Regions from separate parts of the Mus musculus genome. Here region 2 is linked to region 1. The links are chromatin contacts, called in public HiCAR-type maps. All regions are on one chromosome and are shown on one strand. Each heading gives the region's core, a stretch centred on a gene start, on an enhancer-like site or on the middle of the called end of the contact. The rest is flanking DNA. Distances are from core to core; before and after follow the strand shown.

Region 1 (7,541 bases), core at 2,606-5,105:
GTGGCACTCTAGTCTCTACCTAGGCCCCACCCTCTTGTATGAATTTAATATTTAATAAAATATTATTCCAATAACTACAGATCATACTTAACTTGTCTTTTTCTGAGACTTGCTGTACTAGAGACTAGAGATTGGGAAATACTGGTTGAAACAGATTCCTGGATTTGCTTTCTCTATCTCTCCATACCACTCCTCTAGTAAGAGATAGGGTGTTTCAGTGAGCTAGAAAGAGACACCATGGCCAAGGTAACTTATAAGAGAAAGCATTTAATTTGGGGTTCACAGTTCCAGAGGGCAGTAGAGTCCATGGCCATCGGGTGAGGAGCATGACAGGTGAATCAGTTTATATCTGATGGGGATAAAAAGTGAAAAGAGCCGCAATAAACCCCAAGACAGATACACCAGGAAATACTACGGATTAGGAGAAAATGGTTATTTCTTGGATGTTCCCATCGTTGTGTATACTTCATTTCTAATTTGGTGGGATAAATGTAATCTTCCTGGAGCCTTGCTACAATTTTCTGGAGACAAGAAATGAACTAGATCTCCTTTATCTAAGTAAGCTGTCTCCTAAGAGAAGCTATGGCCAACAGAGGAAAAATAGACAGCTCGTAGAGCTTACGGTGATCAGAGTATCCATTAGCAGAGAAGAAAATGGGTCTCACCTCATATCTAACTGGTAGATGGTGATATAAATGCAGAATCCTGGATTCCAGGGATTCTGGGAAACCCAGCTCCCCACAGAGCCTCTGGGGGCAGCCACTGTGAGGTTGGGTTAAGCTGGGCACACAAAGTGTGTCCCTGTCAGAATCCCAGAATCCCATAATATTTAGAAGACCATCTCAAATGTCACTCTCGTTGAGGCAGGTAGCTTTGTGAGGACTGAACCCAGCTCTAGCTGCCTCGTGACTCAGTGAGCAATTCTGCTCAAGCCAGTGAATCACTGGGCCTAGAATCAAAACGCCACTGTCCTCTCTTGTCTGCATGTGTGCATGTAGCTGAATTAGAGACTCCGGGGTGAAATGAGTTTTGAGACAGAGCTTTGAAAGAGCTCACACGATATCTTCACAGTAAGTCCTTATTTTGAAAACATGAAGGTTAAATACGGGATGTTCTCTCATTAAAACTGGGGGTAAAAGTTACCTGTGGAGGGTACACAGTGATTTCCATGTTTATGTCCTTACAAAAGAGAACAAAAATCTCCCTCAGTTTTTCAGTTCTAGCACCAGAAACCCTCACCCTACCCTACCCTGCCCTTAGAAGTGTGTGGCTTCACAGCTCTAGTCTCAGAGAAAATAAACAAAAAGCTCGTTTGTCCCAATGCGGGGGTCGTGGGTGTGGGGGAAAAGGAGTGGGAGAAAACCCGCATCCCGCCAGAGTTCCAGTGCTCTGGGCAGGAGGACTCAGGAGGGTTGCCACATGCTCTGGAAAGCCACTGACCCCAGCTTGGAGGGTGGTGGACAAGGGGCAGTCCTAGGCACCAGGTTCCCAACTTCCCGCATCCCACATTGAATGGCGGCACTGAGCCCTGGGGCTGAAGGGAGGGGAGGGCAAGGAGAGTGGGCGCTTGATGGTTTCCACACAGGTAAGAGTCCTTGGTCAGGTCCTTGACTGGAGCGCAGGAAGGCCATCTGGTGGGAGGTTAGATGAAACTCGTTAGGGGAAAGCCTATCACATCGTTCAAGCATGGTGGGCCTTGATGAGCAGAGACAGTCTATGGTTTTAGAACTTTATTGTAACAAGGCAGGGAGAAGGAGAGAGAGTAGAAAGAGAGAGGCTGGCCACTTGGCGAGAGGGGAGAGGAGAGGGAGGGAGGGAGGGAGAGAGAGAGAGAGAGAGAGAGAGAGAGAGAGAGAGAGAGAGAGAGAGAGAGAGAGAGAGAGACAGAGACACAGACACAGACACAGAGACAGACAGACAGAGAGAGACAGAGAGAGACAGAGAGACAGAGAGAGACAGAGAGAGAGACAGAGAGAGGGCTAGAGAAGAGAGTAAGAAAGGTGAAAGCTTAAAGAGAGCGAGGAGGGACCAAGCAGTTCCTTTTATAATGGGCTGAGCTATCAGGTAACTGTGGGGAGGAGCATACCTGGCTATTGTCAGGCTACTGTGGGGATGGAGTCTAGCCACAATGTCAGAAGCTTGGGACATTGCCTGCATGACTGCACCTGGCTCTGGGAACGTGGTGCCTTGTAGAGTTCTCTACTGGGTCGCCGGAGCAAGCCCCATTCAACCAAAATAGGCTGCCTATCATAGTCCCACATCCCAAGACTAGAGTTTCCATCTTCACTGATGGAAACTCATCAGCCATGGATAACTTCTGGCTGTACAGATGCGAGGCTCTCCCACCTAGAAAACCAGCTCACTCAGTTTTGGGTTGGGCCCAGAGGGACAAAGAATTAAAAAGCTCTCATGAGTTGCAAAACACTTCTTCAATGAGATCATGGAAGGCATCAGGATGAATTCATCTTGCCCCACACTCACTGAAGGGTTCCATAAAGCAGTTATGGCCCCGTCCTTTTATTTGCAAGCTTCAAGGTAGGCAAATTTAGTGTGGCTTTTATCGAAGTAAGGAATTCATAAAAAGCCTGCAGTAATTTGATGTCAACTCACTATTTTGGTTCTGGTTCATCTCTGGCTCATTTCTGGCTCCCAGGATCCCATGCCTGTTCTGGCAGCTTCCTCAATTATAGTCAGCTTGCTTACCACCCAGGTCTGGTATTCTGCTTCTCATCAAACTCTCCAGTATTTACCTGATAACACTGGATAATAACTTTCCATTAGACTCAGTCAAGCCTCAACCACACAATTCCATAACTTAGGAGGCCTTCGGAATGTTATTCTCAATCCTAATTTCTTATCTGTAGGACAGAGATGACAGCAACTATTCATATCAGTCTTGTGTTTGTCAAACTATAAATATCTAATATTTGTCCCCTGCACCTCACTGTTGAGTTTGAACCTCGTGTGTCTCTTGTTTGTGTCTCCCAAATATAAGGATGTGATGAGTGGAGAGCATTCGTTCATTAGGTATTTTCTGAGTTGGAATGAATGGCGAGGCTTGGACAGAGATATTGGCTTTGGGGTTATCTGTGTACTTTCTGTGCTTTCCCTGAAACAGCCACTCTGCATCTGATCACAGAGAGCACAGGGAGACTCAGGAGGCAGAGGCTAAAGTGAGATGCTTGGATCAGTTAAAAGAATGAGATAGGTCACACAGTGGTCATCTCAGAGCTTTAATCCCACATAGTTATGTAAACACTTATCAACTACATGGCCAGGTATAATGCCTATGGAATACCAGGAGGCTGATTACAAGCCATCTGCCTTTCAGAGGCTCTGCTAAACAAGGCAGAAAGGCATACAAGCAAGCAAGCCAGGGCCACACAACGTGAAAGGTAAGTTCAAGTTATAAGTGCACAAAAGGAGGGCCCACATTTTAACTCCAAGAGGGAGGGTCAGGAAGACCCCCCCCCCATCCTTAAAGTAGTAAAGTCTGTTTCTGGTTATAAAGCACAAATAGGAGCTGTCCAGAGGCACATAAAAATATCCCAGCAGGACAAAATGGCGTGCACAAAGGCATAGAACGAGTCTGTGGGAGCTGCAGACAGTTTGGCAATACCTAAGTCTAGATTCTACCATTAGGCTCGAAGGAGGAAGGAGACTGGAGCAGGTCATAAGGGACTCATAGTGAGTCATCCCCTTGAGGTGCAAGACCACTTTGTGTTTGAGGTCAGAGGCAAATATTTCAAATTCTTTAGCGTGCAAAAGAGCCAGCAGTGAGTTTAGCTGGGAGCATATTACAACATCCAGTCCCTCTCTGCACACTCCCTGGACACCCTGCTCACCAGCTTCAGCATCTCAAAAGCCTCCACATGCTGGACCCATTAGGCTGTGCATGCTCCTCTGCCTGAGTCATTCACACTCTTCCTATGGTGGCTGAACCCAGAGGACTTCTCCACTAATGGAGTCTGAGATGACTTATTCATAGCCAGGGACTTGAAACTCGGTGGCAGCAATATCTTGACAGCAAGATTCTAGGTTCAAATTGTCCAGCTTGTTGTCTGGGGATCCAGTGCGAGTGAGGAATGGAATGGATACCCTCTCAAACAAGGGTAGAGGAAGGGACTCTGACTTTTCCCAACGAGTTAAAACTGACAGTATTTCCTGCATAGCATTCTGTGTTTGGGCACCAGCTGGCAATAAGAGCTGAAAAGTGACATTCAAACACTTTATTTGGCACACCTAGTTTTGTTTATAATATCTGATGCAATATTTAAAATGTAGGGAGCTTTTGCTTCGAATTTCAGATTTCTGGATTCTGTCAAAGACTGGAACTATCTGCCAGAAACCCCCTAAAAGTAAAGAAGGGAGTTCCTAATACTGAATACAAGCTGTACACCCCAGGTTCCCACCTGGCCCACCTTTTATACTGGTATTCCTTTCTCACATTGCAACTGAAGTTGATTGCACTTTCTTTGACCCCTGTTGGCATCTGAGTTCACAACCCTAATGCTCAAGCTATGCTTATGGAGATATAGTGTGATGATATTTTTCAGTAACAGAAGGCTGGACCTTTAAGATATCATCCCTGGGAAATTTCATCTCCTTGATGCCCTGGAATTCATTACAATATAATGTGATAAGGAAGTGTGAAACGCGCCAATCTCCATCCACTTTTCTTCCCTTATTTGCAGAATACATATGAGACCAGTCGAGGCTGGGATTATAGTTGCTATTTTTCTTGTTTCCCTTCACAGTCGTACTCTAGGATGGATGCATTGCACAATCAAGAGATGATGAACGGAATGGTGTCGCTGGTCCAAACCTATTTTTAAATGGCACTCTTTTCTGTGTAATCTAAAACCATGGCTTCTGTATGGAGGGCTTTGCCTTTTCCATCACGTATCATGACTTAGGTGCCCCTCCCTTCTTCCTGCATTCATCAGCTGGCTCTTCCAGCTAACCTTCCACAACTTCCCCAGGCTGGCAGAATTCTATTTTCTATTCTAAATCGTTTGCTTACTGTTATTATACACCACTCTGAGCCTTGGCTTCCTCCATGAAAAACCTAGCATCTGTTTTGTAAAATAATTGTGTACATTGTGCTTGAAACATAGTGCAAAAGATCAGTGCACATTTAGGTATCTTTGTATGCTTAGATGTTTCAAATGATATATATATATATATATATATATATATATATATATATATATATATCCTCACAACACTGTTGAAAAGCAGGTCCCGATGTTAAAAGCCCCAATTTTATAGATACAAAAGTCAATGAACAAAAAAGTTGGATCGGCTAAGGTCACATAGCTAGCACACCTCATAAGACTCCAAAATAGGGCAGTTATACCAAGAATCTACGCCTCTAACAACTTACATCCTCACCTCTTCTCAGGGGAGGTCCGGGAACAAGACAACACCCTTCGTTTTACTGCTTGTAATTTCTCTCCAGTGCTACATTGTATCTTTCAATCCCACAAAGCCGGATGGGCTTTGACTTGTGGTTAAAGCATGATTTGACGAGGAGACAGAAAAAGCGAGAGAGGGAGCTCTTAAATCATGTAGTTAAAACCTTGGAGGTGAAGGTCCTCTGTCTTCATTCTCACTTATTAATGCAGGGGAGTCTTCAAGGGAAGAACTGTTTTGCTTTGTTTTTAAAGTTTTATTAGCAGATCTCTCTTGACAGCTCTCTTCTGCTCACACGTTCAGCACAGATACAAAGCATTTCTGTAGCCATCTAACTATCAGAATGCAGGGCCATTTTTCATCTCATCTTTGTCTTGTATTCTCAGTTCTAAGAACTCACTTATCCAGATTAGGTGCTTTAGATGCTCTTCCAGCTGCCCTTAGCCTCTCTATCTTGGCTGCAGGTTCCCTAACAGCCCTTAGCCTGTTCATGTGAAAACGAAGGCCAGGAAAAGATGACAGCGTCTGTGGGTTTGTCTCTGCAGACCATGTCCAACGGACTGGTTCTACCTGCCTGAGTCCCAAAGGGCCATGATGTGTGATGAGCAGCATCTGAGGCTGGAGTGCATCCACACGTTTACCAAGACTCTGCATCCACGACTTAGTTCTTGACTTTTCTCCTGAATTCCATGTGCTTGTTAAAATAACCACAGAGGAAAGAGAAGAAGACAGACCAAGAGATAAGAGTGAATTCTAAACCTAATATGGGACTGGGAGGAAGCAAAGGACAGCAGTAAGGGGTGGTGAAGATCAGAATTAGTATGACAAAGTCAAGTCAGCCGTAAAGTCACCAAATGTGAGACTGATGGTGAACAGGGGAAAAGAGAAAGTGAGATGAGGAGTGGGGAGGGAGACAGCTGCTGCCTTTGTGAGAACCTTCGAATTGACAGAGAGCTGTGTGTCATGACTGTGGTGAATACACCAACCAATGGAATTACCCACAATTCAGCACACACCCACATTGAATGGCACAGATATACAAGGGGTAAAACTGGGAAGTCGAAGTCAGTATTGGTGGGTTATATAAAGTTTAGAATTCTTCTTGTGAAGCTCTGACCCTCCCCCACCCACTTTTTTTCCTTACAAGTTATTACCACAGAAGAAAACTGAGTGGAATCCACACAGGCTCTCTCTACTGTGTCCTACAGCTGTGTGTGCAACCACAGCTACTGCAACCAAAATGTTTAGTTAAGATAAAAAGAACAAAGCCATGGGGACACAAAGCAAGTGTAAGCGACAGGAGAATAGGGGCTCAAAACAGAGACAGAGATGGCGTTATTAAATTGACTAGATGCGAGGATCAAAGGCAAAAACCGATTCTAATGTTTCTGGGGTGGGGAGAAATGCCAATATTCATGGATTGAAAAGAGTTGCTAAAGTTTAGGCAGAATGAAGGAAATTGATTTTTAAACACATGTGTCAAGGCTTTCTCTATAAGGATTGCTATAGTAAATGATAGCCCTGTAAGGCTGCCAAGAAAACCAAGAGCTTTTAAGCAGCCGTGGGAAATAAAAGTGGCAACTCACTGGCTAGCGGTGTTGAAGAAAACACTTGTTTTGGGGATTCCATATTGGAATCATGGGCTGGTGACATCCATAAGGTAATGTGGAATCAAAGAGATAGTGCAGGCAGAGTAGACTGGAAAGGAGACTGCGTTAGTTAGCCTGTCATTTCTGAATGAGTCCTGGCTGTATATAAGTGATCTCCTAAGAGACACAAAAGTGACCTCTATCGGTTTCTATTTAGATGTGAATGTAGGCACAAAGCAAACCCAATCGTCTGGATACCATTGCCGTTGCCTGGAATCACTGCTGATTAAATACAGTACATTCCGTCAATGGGCACTTATGGGCCCTTATGCAGCAAGGCTTTATTTATTTGTTTGTTTGCTTATGTACTTAGTCACTTTACATTCTGCTCACTGCCCCTCCTCCCAGTCACCCCTCTCACTATCCCTTCTCCCCTTCTTTTGTCCCCTTCTCCTCTGAGAGGGTGGAGGAACCCTGGGTATCATCCCGCCTTGTCACATCAAGTCTCTGTGGGCCTAGGTGCATCCTCTTCCACTG
Region 2 (7,541 bases), core at 3,729-6,228, 220 kb after region 1:
CTACCTGTTTGATTGTGTTTTCCTGTTTTTCTTTAAGGACTTGTAACTCTTTAGCAGTGTTCTCCTGTATTTCTTTAAGTGATTTATTAAAGTCCTTCTTGATGTCCTCTACCATCATCATGAGATATGCTTTTAAATCTAGGTCTAGGTTCTCAGGTGTGTTGGGGTTCCCTGGACTGGGCGAAGTGGGTGTGCTGGGTTCTGGTGATGGTGAGTGGTCTTGGTTCCTGTTAGTAAGATTCCTCCGTTTACCTTTCGCCATCTGGTAATCTCTGGAGTTAGTAGTTATAGTTGACTCTGTTTAGAGATTGTTCTTCTGGTGATTCTGTTACCGTCTATCAGCAGACCTGGGAGACAGATTCTCTCCTCTGAGTTTCAGTGCTCAGAGCACTCTCTGCTGGCAAGCTCTCTTACAGGGAAGGTGCGCAGATATCTTGTATTTGGACCTCCTCCTGGCCGAAGAAGAAGGCCCAAAACAGGACCTTTCTCAGACACTGTGTTGCTTTGGCAGTTCCCAGGTGGTACAGACTCTCACCTAAGCAGACTAAATTCCTAAGTTCCTTGGAGTCCCGGGACCAAGATGGCGACCGCTGCTGCTGTGGCTTAGGCCGCCTCCCCAGCCGGGTGGGCACCTGTCCTCCGGTCCGGAAGGTGGCCGGCTGTCCCCGGCCCACACAGGGTGCTGCCTCAGCGCCTCTGTGCTTCTGCCTGTTCCAGAAGCTGTCAGGTTCTCTGGCGCACCCTCTCACCTGTTCAGACTAATTTCCTAAGTTCGGCGGGTCCCGGACCAAGATGGCGACCGATGATCTTGTTCTAATGACTACTTTTATTCAGTCAATGAAAACATGGCCAAAGAAAACCGACTTGACAACTATTCTGTTGGGGACAAATTTATTCACACTCCAAGCAGTCTAAGTTGAAATATGTATGATGGAAATGGCTTGAGTTCTCTCCTCAAGCGGTTATCAGATAACCTGTAACAATACAAAGAACCCCATTTGTATAGAAAAGACTCTCAGACTCAGTTTGGGGGACAATGGAGCAATACTGTAATCTAATCTTGCTTCACAGCAGGGACGGCAAATTCAAATGCATATAGGAACCCATGCACGCAATCTAATTTTCTCCTGACATCTTACTCACCTCACTGAAGGAGCAAGCCCAAATATAACCGAGGAGGCAGCAGTGAGCGAACTGGAAAAACTGCATGGAGCGCAATAGCAAGAGCCAGTAAACTACTGTCACAATAACCACAGGCAATGGAGTAGAATTAAAAACTATACCGAGCTTTTGAAAATAAACTGGAAACATAGACTCTGTGTGCACATTCCCAGTTTTCTAATTTTGCTCAAAGATTCTTCTCTCCCTTGCATTGTGAATGGGGAATAGAACGGTGTGAGGTTACTATTTTGTCTCAATTTACATAAAATAAATACTCAACTCCATTTCCTGTAAGACAAATCACATAGATTACATTGAAACATGAAGTAAAAATAACAAGCCAATCTGGGAAGGGAGGATTACCTGTCCATTGTCCTAAAACAATGTATTTACATCTGAGAAGACGGATTTTAGAAGCTTTGGCAAATCACTTCAGTTTTGGTCGTCTATGAATATTAAGCACTCTAAATGATAGATAGTTGGACTGTCTTCTCTGGGTGTGCACAGACATGCACCTCTTTGCTTTTCAGAGTTGGCATGCTAAATGTTTTATTAATGCACGCAACTTTCCTGAACTGAATTGAGGTTGAGCAATCACCCCAGGTTCAGAATGATAAGGTGGCAATTGTCTTGTGGTCAGAGCTGTGGCACTGGAGCTGGAAGCTCTGGGTACAGCCATAGCCCAGATGCAGGACAAAGGTCTTCACCAATTCTTACACTCCACCTACATGCACAACAAGACCTCGCTTCTCCTGCACCTCTTAAGAATACGAAAGTAGAAGCATTCATGGGGGATTTCAAACTTATGTTTAATTTTCAAAGCTGATCTTTTGCAGGGGGTGAGGTGTTGGGGGGAGGTTATGCTAGTGACTAAACCTAGGTCCACACTAAGCCTGCACTCCATCCCTGCCTTATTATATACCACCATTAGTTGGAAGGGGATAAACTCTAACATAGGCTCCAACCCTGAATAACACAAAGCTCTCCCCAACATCAGCCCAGCCGCCAACCTTCCCAAGGGAAACCCATGCTCTCCTGCTAACTACTGTGAGCACATACATGAAAACAGAGGACGCTGGTTAAATTCGATTTTTAGGTAGGTGGTAAATTTGTATTATCCATTCCAAATATTGTGCGGAAGCACTTATAAATACACAAAACAAACTTGATAGAGCTGTATTTTATCGAACAAGCCTTCACCATGGGTTCTTATGAAGTTACTGATTAACAAGAATTTGAATCGTGTATAGAGCTCTTAACTGCCAGAAAATGCTAAGGGACTCACATCGCACTACTTTTTAAAATGATCTGAGGATGAGGTGATTCTCCACTAGCTGATAGTAGAAGTCACCTGGGGAAGCAGCTCAATATTTTTTGATGTGCCCCTCATGTGATGAATCAGAATGGGACTTTTTGTAAGGACAATGCTGATGAACAGCTAGGCTGAGAGCCGCTGAGCTACAGAGGCAACGGAGCTCAATGACGTGGTAGAGCATGCGTGGTTGCTTCGGTGTAAAGTTCTCAGACTCTGCCGCACATTGAATTCATGGAGGGATTTGCAAAACTTACTGATGTCTGGAAGATTCAGATTTAATTAGTACTGGGTATAGTCTGTAGGCATCAGGAGTTGCAAACTCTCTAGTTAAGGTATTTTTAAGATGCAGCAAGGTTTGGAAAGCACTCTTTTGGGATGAGAGCTGACTAATGACTTTTGTGGGAGTAGAAGTGAAGCCCAAACTTCTAACCAAATTAAGAAACAAATGAGATATTACTTTTCAAGCCTGTTCACCTACATTGGCTGGAAGACTCAAATTTTATGAATGGGGTGTCACTGTTGAGGATTTTAACCTGGCTCTGTTTGCAGGATGCATGTTAATCCCTTTCCAGGAATTCTGGGGTGCAAATCATAGTTACACAGATCTTTCCACAGCAAAGCACCTTGAGTCACATGTAGTGATGGCCATATAACAATGTCTGTGATTGAACACAGGTACAACAGAGGGCCCACACGTTTAGAAAAGAACTGAACAAGCATAGTCACGGAGTACTGCAGCCAGCGTAAGGCCACAGTGATGCATTACTCATGTGTCTGTAGTGATGCTGGGGAAACCAAACCCATTCTGTCTGTCATATAAATGTATCACACATCCAATGATGCACAGTGCTTCATACGTGATAATAATAGATGATCATGTCTTGGTTTATGTATTTACTATACTACACTATAGTGGTTGAAATAGGTTTTGCCCCCATAGATCTATGTGTTTGAATGCTTGGGACATGGGGAGTGCTACTATTAGGAGGTGTGGCCTTATAGGAGGAAGTATGGCCTTGTTGGAAGCAGTGTGTTACTAAGTAGATGGGCTTTAAGTTCTCCTATGTTCACGTTCTGCCCAGTGTGGAATAAAGTCTCCTCCTGGCTGCCTTGGGGGACACAGTCCCCTTCTGCTGCCTTCAGATCAATATGTAGAACTCTTGGCTCCTCCAGAACCATGTCTGCCTGCATGCTGCCATGTTTCCTGCTATGATGACAATATACTCCAAAACTGTAAGCCAGCCCCAGTTAAATGTTGTCCTTTATAAGAGTTGCCTTGGTTATGTTGTCTCTTCACAGCAAACTAAGGCATACACTTTCTATAAGTAGTTTGGACTGCACTCCTATTCATTAAATAACAATGATGACAATAACAGCAGGTGTTGCAGAGCTGGTTACACATACACATACACACACACACACACACACACACACACACACACACACACGGGGAGTGGGGGGGGAGACCAACTACTACTGGGCTGGAGAGATGTCTCAGCAATTAAGAACCTCTTCCAGAGGTCCTGAGTTCAATTTCCAGCAACCTCATGGTGGCTCATGACCATCTATAAAGCCATCTGATGCCCTCCTCTGGCATGCAGGTATACATGCAGATAGAACACTCCTACATTTAAAAAACTCATAAATACATACATACATACATACATACATACATACATAAATACATAAATATTTTAAAACCTAACAACTACTGTTCAAGAATGGGTGTGGCTTGGTGGATTCACCAACCTAGCACATACAAAGCTCTTGTTTCAGTCACCAGCACTGAAAATGAAAGTGTTTGGAAGTTACTGAAGCGCAGACACGCTTTAGACTGCCCACAGCACTACGCATCACCGGCTTCCCCTGCCCTCCCTCTTCCTGAGATAGGCTCTCATTAAATAACTCAGGTAGGCTTAGACCTTGTAAATCTCCTGCTTTGGTTCCCCGAGTGCTGATACCATAGGCATTTTTTTAAAACCATTGACCTTCCCTGTTTACATCATGAAAGCGCATCGCAGGATTGAGCTGGGGGATGCAAGTTGCATAACTGCATTCTCTGGTGTTCGTGCAGTGGCACAACTGACACAGTTCTCGGAAGGTGTTTACATTGCTAAACAGTTCATGACCATGGAGTAAAGAAAACTTGAAAACTACACACTGACTTAACCAGACGCCATGCTGCATTCCCGGGTGGAGACGGAACCAAGAGGGAGATCTCAGCACCAGACGGACAGGAAAAGAGGACAATGTCAGCCTCCAGCCCCACTCCTAGAAGACAAAGCACCACTCGAGCATTGCAAACGTAAATGCAGTGATAAGGGACAGTGGCCGTTCTCGCAAATTGCTAAATGCACACGGATCCTGGAACAGTTTGTCCTCTAACATTTAAAAGCTTACTCGCCCCCAAGAGATTTCTTAGCCCTGAGCTAACACAGAGCAAAAGGAGCATAACTTTAGTGCCAAAAGCTCACACGTCTGAATTTGCCAAGAGCATGCACTGTGGGAGGATGTGGGCCCTTCCCCCAGCTGCTTGGGAAATCTGAGCGCTGGGAGAAGATACGACTGTCAGAGAAGATAGCCGATGAGTTCCAGAACTTCGTTTCAGGGAACTATTTCACAAGACTGACCGATTTATCAAAAGCGGTCACATAATACAGCCAGCAGCCCACAGTTTATCGTGGGTGGTTGATGGGATTCATCTGCAATGAAGCAATGGTCTCAGCATCCTGCCAGGTAGTGGGGTTAAGTACAACTAGTAAAGAATGACTGGAGCAAAGGAAAGGACACGTCTACTAACAGAACGGTTTAAAGTTTTATCAACAAGGCAGGGAGGGTGGGAGTCTAGATGGTCTGTACAGTGTACACCATACCCACAAAACAACGCCTCCCCATTTTCAGAGTGGGAGAAAGAGTTGGAAACCCAAAACATCATTGTTCAGAAGTAAACCGACCTTTCTCTAGTATTTCCCGTAGCTGTTCTTGTGCCTTCTTGCTTGCTCAGGGACCTTAAGGGCTCTGAAATGATATACTCAAATGTTTTCTGGTTGAGAAAATGAATAGGACATACACCGGATTGGTTTGAAAAAATGTCAATAAGTCTGTCCGTGACCTTGATAAAATATTAGAAAACTTTAAGTTCTTCGAGTACAGCTCTTCCCTTGAAGAGAATGCAATACTCAGAATTGGTATTTACATAGTGAGCATATTTCTTAGCCAAGGATTCATTGACTTCTGGGCCTCTCCAACAGAGCTAGTTTGCATACTACATTCTCTAGTATATTGAAAATGCTTGATAGAGCTGGATGTCCAGCACAGATAGAATGTGAGGGACGCTGGGTTTCATCCTCAATATACCAAGAAACGAGGAAAGGAGAGTAAAGGAAGGAAAGGTGGAAGGAAAAGAAGGAAGGAAGGATTACTGGGATTGCAGAAATAATATCACAATATACATTTTTTAATAAGAAATATTGGTTTAAGTAAAGGAAACCTTTATTGCTTCAGTGAAGGAAGCAATTGAACTTCTGGGCTATCAAATACTACCACATACTTCCCTGGAGTATAGACCAAAGGCTACTTAATTAATAAATGTTCAGCATATATATCTTTTGTAAGAAGCTTTGCTTTGTCAAAGATTCAAGAGGTTAGAGATTTAATCTGCATAATATTAGTGAGGTGTATTTGTAAAGTTATTTCTTCACATTTAACTTTAAGTCCTTGCATGTCCCAGTCACTATGACATTACTCGGGAAGAAGAACTGTAGTGAGCAAAATAGATAAAGCTCTTCTCTGGGTTCAAAAGACTTACAGCTTAGTGCTGAAGGCAGACGCAAATTACCACAAACAACTCATGTTCTGAAGGGCAAGGATAGGGTGCTATGAATCGCACGTAGGAGGTAAGCCCTAGGCTAAGAACCCAGGAAAGGGTCCGAGAGGGAATGATAGTTAAACTGAAAGATAGTCTTAATAAGAACAACTGCTTATTGACATTATGCCAAAAATGCTTGCCCGTTTAAGTTCACAGCTGCCTGTTAGATTGGATGCTTTGATTATCACCAGGGGTTTAGATACTTAGAAAGGCTCGCACCTGTAATGCAGCACACACTTCAGGTCCGTGCTAAATCCAGACCATCTCTTTCTTTATTATTTTTCATTTCATCCTATGTTATAACATCTATATTATAGCATCTCTTTCTATATATATTCTTAGCCATTGGTCATCTGGCCTCTTCAGCAACAAAGGATGAGGCAAATGAATTAAATAGAAGGAGAGAAAAACAATTCCAGTTAGGGTAGAATCATGGTCAGATGCCTAACATTGGATGTTACTGGTGTGTGTGCGTGTGTGTGTGTGTGTGTGCGTGTGCGCGTGTGTGTGTGTGTGTGTGTGTGTGTGTGTGTGTGTGTGTGTGTGTGTGTGTACACGTGTATGCACGGGCACTTATCTAATCTAAGGGACACCAGCAAGTGTTACTTGCTAGAGATACTTCCAATGGCAGAATCTAGTTTCTAAGACAGAAAGATGCTTTCTTCTTATAAAATATTTGCCAACACTGCCACCTAGTGCTAAAAGGCAGGAGGTTGCTATGAACGGAATTACAAAATAGTACTAGGTGCTTGCCTGGTAGAATTGGCTTCAATTTCTATGTCTAATGCCTATTTTTTCTAATAGTTTTTCCTATAAATAAAATACATTATATAGACATTGAAAGAACAATGCTTAATTTCATATAAGAAAAACAAAAAACTCAGGACTGCTAAAACAATCCTGCTCAATTAAAAAAAAAAAAAAAAACTTCCAGAGATATCACCATCTGTAATTTCAAGCTGTACTACAGAGCTATAGTAACAAAAACTCCATAAGAACATACAGGTTGATTGATGGAATCACAAAGACCCAGAAGTAAACCCACACACCTATGGACACTTGAATTTTGACAAAAAAGCCAAAATTATTCAATGGGGGAAAAGCATCTTCAACAAATGGTGCTGGTCTAGCTGGAAGAATGCAAATATTCCGTGGGAGGAGATACAGAGACAAAGTGTGGAGCAGAGACTGAAGGCA

What was found. HiCAR-type assays count read pairs that join an accessible place to other places.
Region 2: a contact with region 1 is called in a HiCAR-type map of fibro-adipogenic progenitors, with 4 times the contacts expected there. The contact joins two enhancer-like sites. A contact is called at or near these places in 4 of 39 promoter capture datasets (3T3-L1-derived adipocytes, embryonic stem cells and stem cell-derived epiblast-like cells), 5 of 484 Hi-C or Micro-C datasets (all in embryonic stem cells) and 2 of 115 datasets of contacts at active chromatin or transcription factors (embryonic stem cells and fibro-adipogenic progenitors).

Annotation. Positions count from the first base shown.
Region 1 is chr11:35,062,360-35,069,900 of GRCm38.p6, reverse strand. No RefSeq gene overlaps it. Among named protein-coding and RNA genes, the nearest start is that of Slit3, 55 kb to the left of the region's middle. Within about 2 kb of position 3,855, at least 49 of the 459 cell types and tissues checked have an H3K27ac peak or open chromatin away from gene starts, as enhancers often do. A contact at or near this core is called in fibro-adipogenic progenitors, where this site is marked.
Region 2 is chr11:34,843,213-34,850,753 of GRCm38.p6, reverse strand. No RefSeq gene overlaps it. Among named protein-coding and RNA genes, the nearest start is that of Gm22022, 4.6 kb to the right of the region's middle. Within about 2 kb of position 4,978, at least 49 of the 459 cell types and tissues checked have an H3K27ac peak or open chromatin away from gene starts, as enhancers often do. A contact at or near this core is called in fibro-adipogenic progenitors, where this site is marked.